2 separate regions of the Gossypium arboreum genome follow, and region 2 is linked to region 1. Evidence: chromatin contacts called from public Hi-C data. All regions are on one chromosome and are shown on one strand. Each heading gives the region's core, a stretch centred on a gene start, on an enhancer-like site or on the middle of the called end of the contact. The rest is flanking DNA. Distances are from core to core; before and after follow the strand shown.

Region 1 (4,513 bases), core at 1,173-3,672:
ATTGCTGAAATTTTGATTCCTAAAGGTTGTAAACTAGTTTAAGGTGATAGAATAAAGTGTTAATTGAAAAAAAAATCAGCTTAGTTGAGAAGCTAATTGAGTAGGGACGAAATTGTTATTTATTAAAAGCTTAAGGGAAAAATGGTAATAAACAGCTTGCACTAAAACAATATTAGACAGCAGCAGTAGACTAACTTTGAAAAATCACCATAAATTTTAGGAATCAAATTAGAAGATGAAAAAAATATGAAATTAAAGCTTATTGAGTCTAGTTTCTCATAGAGAAACGGTGTAAGCAATGGATCTGTAAATCATGAGATATAATGAATTTTGTGAGACAAGGTCAGAATGAATTCGAGTTCCCCTATTCTGACTTTGAAAAATCATAAAAAATTTAATAAAAATAATTAGGGACTTAAATTTATATGTATAGAATCCTAAATGAGTCTATTTTCAAGAAAAATAAACGGGAACATTATCTGAGTTCTGTATGAAGAGATAATTAATTTTTAGTGAAGAAGGATCAGAACTGTCAGACAGCAGAATAGGGGTGATTTTAAAAAAATAAACTGTACTTATTGGCTAAACCAAAAATTCTGTAAATTTTATGGTAAGAAGATATATGAGTCTAATTTCAGGGAAAATTAACAGATCTTAGTTTGGAGTTCCGTAGCTCAAGTTATAAATGATTTAGTGACTATGACTCAAATAGACAGCTTTGAATAAACTATAAATAATAATAATGAAATTATAGAAATTATTGCATATGAACATGAAATGTATTAAATTGATAATTAAATTTATTTATTTAGATCCAGAAGATTCAAATACGAAGCTAGATCGAGAAAAGGAAAAAGTTCAAGATTAGTAGATTTTTGTACACGAACAAGTATCAAGGTAAGTTCATGTAACTTGAATTATATTCTTAAATGCTTGAAATGTATGTTATTGATGTGAATATGATTTGAAAGTTCATTGTATGAAAATTTATGAAACATTGATATATTTGATAAAAAATGGGAAGAAATCTCGGTTGAATGAAAAGAAATTTCGATGGATCTCTGAAAAGAAATTGACTATAAAAAGGATCTAGCCCGGACGGGTGATCCTATCCTGATATAACCCTCCTGAAGAATATGTGAAAAATGGATTTAGCCCGGACGGGTAATCCGAATTAGGGTCTGAATTTAGCCTGGACTGGTAATTTAGATCCACGCTCATTAGAGTAATTGTCGTTGCAGGGGATTTAGCCTGGACTAGTAATCCCAACAATACTCTATGAGTTTATATTCTGAGGATTTAGCCTGACCGGTAATCCCATGTAAGGATGAGGTTCATGAGTGTGCTCTCTGAAATGGAAATGTGCATACATGAATATGAATTGACAGACCCGAAAATGTACACTAAAAGTGTACCTCTGAAAATCCATCGAAAATTCCAAGAAATTCAACGGGATAAATATGAAAAAAAAATATAAGGAAATGGAAATCATGGTATTGATGAGCTCATCAATCATAGTATATATTATTGGTACATGGAAATTATTGTACTAACTTGAATGTTGAGTTTGTGCATGTTAGGGTAATAATGCATTGAATGGATATATGAATGCTTATTGTATTGTATTGAAAATATTAGGTAAGTATAATTCTTGTTACATGAGCTTACTAAGCACAAAGTGCTTACCCTGTTTCCTTTCTCCTGTTTTGTAGTATTAAGAGCTCGGAGGTCGGATTTGGTCGAAGACACATCACACTATCAACCTCAGGATTTCGGTATATAAAAAAACTTTATTTTGGAAATCAATGGCATATATAAGCTAATAAAGTAAATGATTCTGCGAAATGAATGTAAGGTCAGCCAATTGTATGGCTAACAAATCTTGGTTTTGGTATGCGATGATGTTATCTTATAAATATGCGTGAATATATATGCGTTAACCTATATTGAAAATATGTTGAATTGAATTGGTTGATGTGGATTATTTTTAGTTTAAAATTTCAGGGAAGGTTAGATATTTATAAAATGGGTTATATTGAAAAAAAAAATTAACTTGTAAACTCTAGTAATATCTCGTACCCTATTTCGACAATAAATACAGATAGGGGTATTACATTTACAATTATATCTTACTATTGCTATTGTCATAATTACCAACCCCCCGCCAAAAAAAAAAAATACAAAGTTAGACTAAATAAATTCATAAAACCTTGTCAAGCTTGGGACTTATTGGCAACCCCATTTTGTTAATCAGCGTAAATTTTTTTACTTTAATTTTTCTTTTTTCCCTTTTTTACAAAAAAAAAAAAAGCATCACATTTGTCACAATGATAAGTCAAATGATGATATGGCACCTCATTAAAATAAAGATGAATATTTTAGATTTTATTGAAAATAATATCATGTGAGGGCGGGTGCATGATTACGAAATGCTAGAACAAAAAACCCAACACTCTTTTTCATTCCTCTGTTTTTCTCTCTCCCACTTTCCGTTTCTCTTTCAGAAAAAGGAAAGTTCAAGCTAAGCTAAAACTCTGAACTTTCCCTTTCTTAGTCTCCTCAGGGACAGAGAAAGATCAAACGAAAGGAAAAGAAAAAGACTTCTTCTTTTTTTTCCCTAAAAGAAAAGTTTATCTTTTTTTGTTTGGTTCGATTCTCTTTAGCCATTTCCTTTTTGCATGTAGATGCTCTTTGGTAGCCTTAACTCGCCACTTCGACTCACTTCAATCCATGGCTAATAACCCCAACGAGTCCCCCGCTGATGATTTCCTCGAACAAATCCTCGGACTCCCCCACTTCGCGCCTACTGAGACTGGCTTAGCGGGGCCCGACGGTAGATTGTCTGGAAACGCCACGACGGCTGGAGCGCCAATGCATCTGCAGCTTAGCTCCGGCGGTGGCACCGGACACATCGGCGCAATAGGCGGCGGTGGAGGCGGTGCGTTTCACGGACAGGTTTTTCCATTGGGATTGAGCTTGGAGCAAGGAAAAGGTGGGTTTTTGAAGCCCGAGGAAGCATCCGGTAGCAGCAAGCGCTTCCGCGACGAGGTTGTTGATGGCAGAGCTTTTTCTGTTAAAAACGTAAGAAAAAAAAATAGTAATCTATGAATTCTTTGTATTTTTCATTTAATAATTTGCCCTTGTGTCATTGTGTTTGTTTGGTTCCCTAAAAGGATAAAAATACTGATTTTAAATAGTAAATTCGTTTTAGAAACTTAAGTAAGGAGCTAAGCTAATATTTGATAAATTTCTTTATTTCTCTTTTTCCCACTAACTAAAGCATGTTTTATTGTCCTTGTTACATTATTATTTTTTCTTTTTATTGTCGACTGTGGGTGACAGCGAATTTGTCTGTTTGATTTTATTATTATCATGTTGTTATGTCATGTGTGTTTGTGTCTAATAGCAGAGAAGACAAGAGAAAGAATGACAAATATTTGGAGCAGGGTGGGTTGGGAGTTACTGTTGTGAGATGCCATGTTTCGGTAATTGACAAAGGAAAGGATACATGAAGGTTCTTCTAGGACTTTTTAAGAGACATAATCTAATTGGCAGTTGATCATTATTCAATTATTCAATCAAGCATGAGTCTGAATCAACTGCTGGTTAGCGGCAAACCTGCACAAGCAAATAAACAAGAGTAAAAAGGAAGTTTTACTTTTCTAGGAGTAGAGAACACATGGTTGAAACTTGAAACTTTCAAGCTAGGGACAGAAAATTTTGTAATATCTCTCCTTTGTGTTGCACCAAAGGCCGTATAAGTGACTGGTAGACTGTCGTTGCTTCCTTAATTTGTATTAAAATTATACTTTTTCAATTGAATTTGGAATATTTTCCTTTGGTAGGTTTCATGTCCCTAGTTGCCAAAATATGTCAACATCTAATAAGAGTTCAGTTACCTGTGGAAGTTGTCAAATTTCGGAACAGTCTTGTTATGTTGGAAAATGTGGAGAAGTTAAAATTATTACAGAAGAAAGAGGGATCTGAGATTCCTTTTTCTTATTAAAATAGATTGAAAGTATTAGTCACGGTCAAGACATTTTATCATAGGGAGCTATCCGTCAAGATTTTTGTTCATTTTTCCACAGCTGCATGCTTAGAATCCAGATATTTATTTTTAAATAACAATAAGATTGTTGTCTCCTCAATCGATTATCTGCTTTAATGATATTTCTTCATTTACCCTTTTTTTTTTCTTACCTTGACGAGAGGAGAGATGGTGTTGATGTTAGTTGTACCTTCTTCTATAAATTCTATAATTGGTGATACGACTTGTATAACTTTCCAGGTTTTCCATGGACAACCAGTGCCAGCTACTGTTGCTGCTGGACCACATCCACCACCAATGCGTCCGAGGGTGAGGGCTAGACGAGGACAGGCCACAGATCCACATAGCATTGCTGAGCGGGTAAGCTTGAGTGTTTATAAATAATCACAGTAAACATGGGACTGACATAATATATTACAGGGCGGTAATTCAGCTGAATGTTTCTGTCCTTGAAACAAAAGACAT
Region 2 (4,094 bases), core at 264-2,763, 190 kb after region 1:
CCATGGATTCAAATCAATAAATTACAAGGGTGTGATTGTCAAAGTTCGCATAACACTAATCAAAACTGGTTTATGAAAACAAAAGAATATATTATACAAGTATTATTGATTATCTTATATAACATCCAAAAGTCATAAAATATATTCGAAATTCCTAAATATAAAAAATCAAGAAGTGAAACTGTATCATTCGAAAAACTCAACTAAACCCAACCCAACCAAACTCATCTCTATTACCATATTGTACTAAATTGACAGCGGACACTGATAATATCTTAGTATAACAAGTATCATATTCATGCTTGTGTCTGATGCAGAGACAAATATAGGTCATAGAGAATGCAAGTAATGTAGCATTAACTGCAAATTCAACACAGCGCTTGCCAGACAACGTTAAAAGATTAAAAAGCACTAGGAAAAGAAAGTTTCATGAAGATGAACTCAATCTCCAAAATAAGTGCTAGGTGGAGAGTGAGACAAGTAGGCATAAAACTCATGCAGCTAATTTTCTGCTGTTAATGCTTCTTAATTAGCTTGTGCAAAGACATAATTATGAGTAAGTATGCATCCATGTGCTTATTATAAACTAAATTTACAAATATACGAAATGAACTTGAACATTATGTTAAGGTGATCACAGATGACTGAACAAGCTATATAACTTTTTACTCTGCAATGAAACCCACAAAAGTACTGTTAGATAAGACTTCTAATTACTTCACACCTGTTGCAACTAATGGATAATCAATTGATATGCAAATACAATTGGAAGAGAAGTATTAGTCTTTGTGGATGTTGATAATGGTTGGAACAGATGGTCTGTATGCATCATCATCATCAGATTGCGAATTCAAACTAACATTATCCCCAGAGAATGGCGTTTCTACCCCATTAATCTGAATAGAATAGACCTGCAGTGGTACCTTCACCGTCCAGAAGCTGACGGTAATCACATCTTTGACTGTCAATTCTCAGCTAATCAGTGCTCAGCACTGCACACCTCCGAGCTTCTGCAAAAAGAGGCAAAAAGGAAACCATTTTTTGATTTAACCCAAAAATGATGCTCAATTTCTCAACAAGACCAATGAAGCTTTAAAGCGAAACTAGAAACCAGTAAAAGCCAAATAAAGAAGAAAAGCATTTTATCTTAAAACAAAGGGCTGCCTGAAGCCCTTCATTAGGGAAGAAACCCACCCACAAGTTGGAAGTCTTAACTAGCAGTTGCCGAGTCTCAGAAACACATTCACAGAAAAAATTCCATCTTTCCTCACCGACATGTTGGGTTTATTATTTATGTTTTTAAGTTATTTGTCCCACATCGTGCTGCATAAGGAGATTAGTGCTAGGAGAACTTATAAAAGGAATGTGAGCACCAACGTTAAACTCACTTACCTGGACGGGGCGTATGGGCGATCAATGAGGCCCATGGCCTAGGTTGGCGACTCACATTGCACTTGGTGAGGGCGCCAGCTTAACATCTCCCCAAGTGGGAGAGTGTACGTCATAATTTGTGAGAGAGGGGGCCTGCGTACGCGCGGTCCCTACCAAATATAATAATTTAAAATTTTGCTATTTAGAGTATGTTCGGTTGGGAGAATGTAAATGGATTACGGTACTTCAATTGTTTGGTCGATCGTCCCTTTACTGAATGGATGATTGACCGTGTGAAATAAAAAATTAACCCCAAATTCTCACCATCTAAACCGACAGCCCTCTCATCCATCCTCGTTATATATTTTAAGCATGTCCTTCAAGGGCAGCGTTAAGAGCTGAGCCCATGGAGTAAGTGTTAGACTTGGATATTCCAAATACATGGATTGGAGTATAATAGTTCTATTATATATACTTCTGATTATATTCCTTCTACATCTTTTATTTTTGCGTATGTTCACTGCTTGCTCAAAAATTGCTTATTGGCTGTGAAATTGTATTGTTCACAAAGCTTTATAGAATTTTGTCTCCTGTATTCAGTTTTATACGTGGTCATTTACAAATTAATCAGGCCATAGTTAGCACCATTTCCTTTTAAGTGCTGCGACACTTCTTTGAGTTTTTAAATCAGAAGCATATTTAATGTGCTACTTGAGGTTAAAAATGTCAATAGTTTCCTTTATTTGTGCTAATAACTGTTATCATCGACGGTTTAAGGAAAGCCTTAACGCAATCCGTGAATAGAAGTACTAGAAATTGCGATTAAAAGTGCCTATATGGGCTTTACTTGAGACTTGGTTTTACTTGCTGGGAGTTCGCCGGCAGTTGCTGCTCTTGTATCAGCAAGTTGTTAAATTCGACCAATATGAATTCTAATGCGTGAATATAATCAGTTTACTTCCACTACAGTATTTTTTGGTTCAGCACAAATATGTCATGATTTCTTAAGATTAAAGAATTGAATCATTGGTCATGCATCATAAAAGTTACTGTCCTGCTCATGCAATATTATGAACCTGTTAATTGCATGCATATGAATGGATACTAGGAGCTCTTATGGTTAGCCATTGTTGGAGGTTTCGTTAAAATTTGGGGAGGAAGATAAAAGATGAATTTGGGAGAAAGAAGAGACCAACCAAGATGAAGAAGATGGAGAAAATAAAAAATTCTTTTTAATATATAATTTAATATAAAATATTATTTCAAAATTTCAAAAAATATAAATATAAAATATTTTAATATTTTATATTTAAATATTATTCTTTAATATTAAATTGATGTGAAAAATACATTAAAATATTAAAGGGCCTATTCGTCATTTGAGCTTTTTTTATTATTATTATATATCTATTTCTCTCAACTAAACGCATAAATACTATGATAATACTCATTCAATTATGACATTGTTCCATTCCCACGGAATGGTTATTTTATTATAGTCCTATTTCATTTTAGTGAACCAAACGTGCTATAAGAGATTTAGTGCATAAAAATAGTAGGGTTTTTATTGAATGATTAGCTTATATAGGCCTAACAAAATTTCAATGTATCTCATTTATTCCTAACTTTAACAATTTCGCATTTGAGTTTTCAACATGAACCCGATATTTGGAACTGTTTTTGAGAACTGTGATCAATTAATTTATAAAGCCTTTACAGCTTTGTTTTGACTATCAATGGATATGAAAAGTGGCTTTCTTTGAGTTTTGTTTTTTCATACTTTTGTTTTGTCTAAATGGAACGATAATATTGATTCAATTAAGACTCGATACATAGTGAATTTATAGGCATCAAATTTTAAGAGCGCTTCAATACAAGTCGAGGGTTCCCCACAAAAGCACAAATCTTTCTATTACAAACGGTGCTTTAGTTATCCTGTTGAAAGTTGTTCTCTAGTTGAGCTAACTGGTTTGCACTTTGGTTACCCTCCCTATAAATGTGCTTGAGTGAAGTCGAAACGAACTTAGACATTAGTGACCTGCAACCATTCACAAGTGTAGACGAAACAAGATTTGTTAGTTTCACTATTACAGATAAAACTAACATCAGTAGTGGCATCACTTTCAAATTCAAGATGAGCAATATTGTGATGTAAAGCTAAGGCTAACCCATCGCTAATTGCCCAAAGTAAAGCTTCGACACTGGTGACGAGCAAAATATGCCTGAAGCATCCTCCAATCCATTTGCCTCTATCATTTCTGATTAAAGTGCTAGCCTTTCCCTTTCCTTGGTTACCAATAGATGATCCATTAGTGTTTAATTTAAAAACCCCTTATGCTAGAGGGACCCAAGTTATCAGGGTTATGTTAGGAAGGAGTACCCGACCCGATCGTCAGGTTTGAGCTTCAACATGCCACATTCATTACCGGAGCAACTACGATCACATTTCCAATCAATTCAACCATTTATACCAACTATTAAGTCCAATACACAATCAAATACATAGTCAACCATATTTTACATTTTATTCATATTAGTCCCTATATTAAAGATACTTGTATTTTTCAATATTTAATATCATATCAAAATATGATTTCACATTCTTTCATTAGAGAACTTGTACTTTCTATCTATAGCATAATCTCATGACAATTTTCAATTTAGTCCCTGAAGTTACAAATTTATCTAACAATTTCAATTTACTTTCTAATTTAGTCTTTATC

Evidence for each region. Hi-C and Micro-C count contacts between places; a contact is called where the count stands out from the background.
Region 2: a contact with region 1 is called in a Hi-C map of leaf, with 7 times the contacts expected there. The contact joins the promoter of LOC108473972 here to the promoter of LOC108470438 in region 1. A contact is called at or near these places in 2 of 5 Hi-C or Micro-C datasets (both in leaf).

Annotation. Positions count from the first base shown.
Region 1 is chr11:14,816,055-14,820,567 of ASM2569848v2, forward strand. It overlaps LOC108470438 (transcription factor UNE12-like), which reads left to right and starts at 2,423. Exons shown (of 7, transcript XM_017771748.2): 1 at 2,423-3,081; 2 at 4,289-4,408. The coding sequence starts at 2,731.
Region 2 is chr11:15,007,019-15,011,112 of ASM2569848v2, forward strand. LOC108473972 (fructokinase-1-like) reads right to left here and starts at 1,514. Exons shown (of 6, transcript XM_017775813.2): 1 at 1,195-1,514; 2 at 1-1,010. It overlaps LOC128284645 (U1 spliceosomal RNA), which reads left to right and starts at 1,385; the gene lies at 1,385-1,545.